Linked DNA regions of Triticum aestivum: region 2 is linked to region 1. The links are chromatin contacts, called in public HiCAR-type maps. All regions are on one chromosome and are shown on one strand. Each heading gives the region's core, a stretch centred on a gene start, on an enhancer-like site or on the middle of the called end of the contact. The rest is flanking DNA. Distances are from core to core; before and after follow the strand shown.

Region 1 (2,700 bases), core at 27-2,526:
TTTGTGCTAAACCAGCTATTCCCACTGATATTCTAAAATAAATAATAAACATATGTTTAGTACTCCCTCTGTAAAGAAATATAAGAGCGTTTTAGTGGTCTAAACGCTCTTATATTTCTTTACGGAGGGAGTAACTTGGAGTAATAGATCCATCAGAATGTTTCTTAACTACTGCGTAACTGCGAGCACTAATTCTCACTGTTATTCACAAATAAAAAAGAAACATGTTTTAGTTCTTTTCTGCTCCAACTGCTATTTTGAACTGGATTTGTTCTTCCAAACCTGTTAATTGTTATAAGCAGTTCTCTTTCATATTTCGTATCAATAGCAGATTTAGGGAAGACCTGAAAATTTATTCTTCTGTTATTACTCCACTAATTCTCACTGATATTCACAAATACTCCGTCCGTAGCTTGAAAAACGATCTTATATTGTGGGACGGAGGGAGTAGAAAAGAAAAATGTTGTAGTTCTTTTCTGCCCCAGCCGCTGTTTTGAACAGAATTTGTTCTTTCAAAGCTGTTATAAGCAGTTCACTTTCATATTTCGTATCAGTATTTGATTTTGGAAAGACCTGAAAAATTATTCTTCTGTTTGCAGCATCCACTTGGCCTCTGGATAGAGGAATATCTTGGTATATCAGCGTAGGCAGCGACAATCTACTGAGGAACGTCGAAGATGACTACTTTGCCGCTCCGCAAAGTTCGCCCGCCACACCCTGATCGTACATTCAGAGTCAAGTCCAAATACTTTGACCGCAGAAGAGAAAGTCCTCGGTCACTTGTACAAAAAGGAAGAGAGATGTGAGTTGCAGCGGAATCTTGGCAGCGCCAGCATTCTGGCGGTTTTGGTTGAGAGGATGAAGATTTCGTCAGCCATTCTTTCGTCGTTCGCACGTACATAGGAACCTGTCTAGATTTATCCAAACAATTCATACTAGGAACAGGATACGCCCTGCCGTCCAATTCCAGTTTGTAAGTTGTTCGTCGATGAGCGGTGAGCGGGCTGAATTTGTCGGCCTGCCTGTTGTTGTGCATTACGTAGAATATTTCTCCTTGTGATTAGGCTTGAGGGCGGAGCATCGATGCACGGTTCGATTTCGACGCCATTGTTCTTCTTCTGAGAGAAGTTTTCGGTTTCATTGTTGAGCTTAGTTTTGGTTGACCAGATGTATACATTCAGTGGAGGCTCCATTGCAGCCTCCTGTTAATGTTAAATCTTTAACTTGCTGATGATATGGTTGCCATATGAGCTGAGGTCAAGATTGTGACATGTTGCTGCACACATCTCGGCAGGTTGCCTGCATCTCTGTTCCAACAAAATTAGTGGTTGGTACTTGGAGTGTGTCCCCTGGACCATGGGCAGTTGTCTATGCTACTGCTACTACAAAACTGGCACCGAACGCGTGAACGAGGGTCAGGAGAGTGGAGAATGGCGGCTGACCTCCAGCAGACGCCGGCGTGGTTCCTCTGGCTGGCCGTCCTCGGCGCCCTCCACGTCGCGGTGCTCTCGTCTCGCCTCCTCGTCCACCTCGCCCACTGCGTGCGCCGACCCAAGGACCTCCGCCGGTACTACGGAACGTGGGCCGTGGTCACCGGCCCGACGTCCGGCATCGGCCGGTCCGTCGCCCTGGAGCTCGCCCGCCGGGGCCTCGACCTCGTCCTCGTCGGTATCGACGCCGCGGACCTCCGGGAGGTCTCCGACGCGGTCATGTCCCGTCACGCCGTGCAGACCAGGACCGTGGTGTTCGACCTCTCGCTCGTCTCCACCCCCCCAAGGTACCACGTAGTTTACACAGGTTTGGGGTATATCGGAGCGCATGGCGACGGCCTGCAGGCACTTGATGATCCTCTCGGCCGGCGGCGTGCAGGCGACGAGGCGCTGCGGCGGCTCCGGGACGTCGTGGAGGGGCTGGACGTGGGCGTCCTCGTGAACAACGCCGGGGTGATGAACCCGGGCGCGGCGTTCCTGCACGAGGCGGACGCGGAGGCACTGATACGCATGATCCGCGTGAACCTGTGGGCGACGACGGTGGTGACGGCGGCGGTGATCCCGGGCATGGCGGCGCGGGGCAGGGGCGCCGTGGTCAGCATGGGGTCGGCGACGTCGGAGGCCGTCTCCTCCTTCCCGCTCCACGCCGTCTACTCCGGCACCAAGCGGTACGTCGCGGTGCTCTCCGGGGGCCTCGCCGCCGAGTACGGGGGCAGAGGGGTCGACGTGCAGTGCCAGGCGCCGATGTTCGTGGCGACGGCGATGGTCGCGGCCTTCTCGGCGCTCTGGCGCCCCGCGCCGCTGGTGCCCACCGCCGACGCCTACGCGCGCGCGGCGGTGCGCTGGGTCGGGCGCGGCGGCCCGCTCTGCGTGCCCAGCCTCCGGCACCGGCTGCTGTGGTGCCTTCTTGACGTCGTGCCCGGCTGCGTGCAGGACTGGGCCTGCCTGCGCGAGGGCCTGCGGCAGAGGAAGACGTCCCGGAGCCGGCGATCGTCGACGGCGTCGGCGTGCCATGCCAGCAACTGAGTAGGAAACTGTCTCACGAGTGAGTGAAGTGGCGTGATTCCTGGACCCACTCTCGTTTTATTTTTTTGGAATCACTAAAAATCTGACACCAGCCACTTGGACGGATAACTTGGGTCTGAATTCTGCTTCTCTGATGCCGATGGGGCGGGCTGCCGCTATTTCATTGGACAAAGTTTCGGACCTT
Region 2 (2,700 bases), core at 78-2,577, 130 kb before region 1:
AAACTCCCTTAACCAGATAGATGCTTGAGTTCCTATATCTTTCACTGCTTATCCAAATCATTTTGACAGCAACATACGCCGGCATCGCTTCATTTCTTTTCTTTTTTTACTCCCCCGGTCTGTGCTTCACCATCCGGTGCTTCCTTGTGGCTGCAAGTCAAAGCGGCCAAGTTGGACGATTTCCACAAGAGAAGCACAGCGCAGTATTGCCAGTGTCTCAAGCTCCATGGATAGCATCGAAGAAGCGGTCAACAGCAGCCGCAAAGATGGAAGTTTCTGTCCGGGTCACTGGCTTGACCAGTCCAAGGAGTAGACTTATACTATGTGCTGACAGCAACCCGAATGCAGATTAAGCAAGCTCAGCTGACCAAGAGGAATCCATCCGTGTGCGACCAAGCCTCCGGTGTGTGAATGAAAAAACAATGGCCGCCAAGATTGACCTGGCGTTACGTTTGGACTCTGCCTCCTGTACCACCAGTCCCCCTGCTCCGGCGAGAGCACGCTGATTGATTGATTGATTGATTCCCCAATCCAAATGTTCGTCGGAACAGCTCTGTGCGGAACCAAGCCAAATTCTTCGTTTGGACGGAGTAATCTGTGCTGGAGACATCCGGTGCCATGGCCGACCTGCGCGGCAGCTTCACCTGAAACAACTACTTCCCTGTGGCGTATGCTCCGGGCAGATTGGAACGCGTACTGAAGTTTCTGAAACTCTGTTAGACGGTCTGCTCTGCTCTGCCTGACGAGAGGCGAATAACGCGCTCGTCGCGCAACCGAAGGTCTCTGCCGCGGCGGCCGGCCGGCGGGCAGAGCCCGGGCTCGAGGGAAAGAAACACACAAACAAAGATTGGTGAGTGGCGGTGGAAGAGCGGGTGGGTACCTTGTGGGGCTTGTGCGGCGGCGGGATGGCGATCTCCCCGGAGTCGAAGTCGGTGGGGCCGTAGCGGCCCCGGCGCGCGTCGAAGACCGCCCCGAGCGCCTGCTGCTGGTGCTGCTGGTGGTGGTACGGCTGCGGCTGGACGGACCGGCCCTGCGGCCGCGCCGACCCCTCCCGCTTCTCCCGCCTGGAGAACACGCACCCCATGGCGCGCCTACCGCCTCGAGAGCAGGTTCCAATCCAGAGCCGCTCGGCGCCTCTCCCGTCGGTCGCCGGCGTCCGGCAGGCAGGTGGAGTTGGAGGATGGAGTCCGGAGTGGGCGGGGCAGTGGCACGGGATTGGTTGGGAGGAGGGCGGGGGAATGGGACGGAGAGGCGAGGCGAGGAGGGTGATGGATGGATGGACGGATGGAGGGAGGAGGGTGGTGCTTTTGGGTTTCCTTTGGCGTCGTCGTCGCCCCTGGGCTGGTCGCCGTCGCGTTGCGTTCGCAGCCTTTGACTTGTTCCCTCCCTCCCACAATCCTATTCGGCTATTCTCTTCCCACCAGCCGCTTTCCCACCGCACCCGCCTTCCTTCCTTTTCACCCTGCCTTCACTTCACTACCGGGCAACAGCTCCTCCTCCGTGTGCCGACTAGTTTTACAGTTCCACCGTCCAAAAGGTTGTGCATACGATAGGAAGGTTCTTAGATGGCCCTGGATCTTATATATAAATCAATAAGCTTAGGTAAACACTCGACTAGTTTTTCCTTTAGGTTTGTAGGGTATCCAAAAACAAGCATGTGGCACACGACACGATCCTATCAACATTTGTACGAAGAGTGACAATGCCGGTTGGTGGCATATAGCAAGACCAGAATCCCAGCTCCGATGGCAAGCACATAAGGTGGCGTCGGAGAACTGCCGTACACGTACACATCAACCGTGAGAGAGTGAAGGGCCATGTCAAGATCACAAGAGACTACTTTGCACCAAATCCAACCTATTCGGAGAAGTACTTCCGCCGGCACTTTCGAATTCACACAAGTCGTTTTCTGACCACTGTTTTCTAGGCTTGTAACTACTCGGTCAATGGGCACAACTACTCAATGGGTTACTACCTTACGGATGGCATCTATTCACCATGGGCCACATTACTCGAAACAATTCCGCATCCAAAAGGTCACAGAAATATTCACTTCGCCCACTATCAAGAAGCTGCTAGGAAAGATGTGGAGAGAGCCTTTGGTGTGCTTCAAAAGTGCTTTGCAATTGTTCGTGGCCCTGCCGAGTACTGGAGCTCCAAGGTTCTATGGCAGATCACGACTTGTTGCATGATATTGCATAACATGATCATTGAAGGCGAGAGTGGTATGCATGCCTGAGAACTTTCGGTACATCCAATGGGTCTCCAACCGAGCCAGAGTATGATACGAACAGAATCCTGGTATTCCTCGAAGAGCATCGCAAGATCGAGAACCGACAAGTTCATGCTCAGATCCAAGATGAGCTTATTGAGCATCACAGGCAACGTCATAGCGCTTCCTGGTTATTCTATCACATGTTATTTGCTACATTCGGACCATTTGGTGTGTTATATTTATATCGGTAGAGCCCGAAAATTGATAAACGGCGTATATATATATATATATATATATCGGTAATAACGGCCTAGATTTAAATGCTTGGTGGACAGCAACAACACGTGGTGTTTGATCACCGATGAACAGTCACTATTATACATTAATTGAACCTGCGACGAAGACGCCTCTATCACATGGACTCGATTGCTTGAACGGGTCTGCACTATTATTGGCCGTCGGCAAGCAAGCGAATCGTGATCAGG

What was found. HiCAR-type assays count read pairs that join an accessible place to other places.
Region 2: a HiCAR-type map of leaf shows a contact between it and region 1, with 2.2 times the contacts expected there. The contact joins the promoter of LOC123167792 here to the promoter of LOC123166830 in region 1. A contact is called at or near these places in 1 of 5 Hi-C or Micro-C datasets (an unstated tissue) and 1 of 1 datasets of contacts at active chromatin or transcription factors (leaf).

What each region holds. Positions count from the first base shown.
Region 1 is chr7D:618,360,730-618,363,429 of IWGSC CS RefSeq v2.1, reverse strand. LOC123166830 (very-long-chain 3-oxoacyl-CoA reductase-like protein At1g24470) reads left to right here and starts at 1,276. Exons shown (of 2, transcript XM_044584635.1): 1 at 1,276-1,777; 2 at 1,870-2,700. The coding sequence starts at 1,357. The coding sequence ends at 2,516. LOC123166832 (probable magnesium transporter NIPA6) reads left to right here. Exons shown (of 9, transcript XM_044584637.1): 9 at 600-1,231. The coding sequence ends at 721.
Region 2 is chr7D:618,492,182-618,494,881 of IWGSC CS RefSeq v2.1, reverse strand. It overlaps LOC123167792 (protein PSK SIMULATOR 2), which reads right to left and starts at 1,327. Exons shown (of 12, transcript XM_044585654.1): 1 at 881-1,327. The coding sequence starts at 1,084.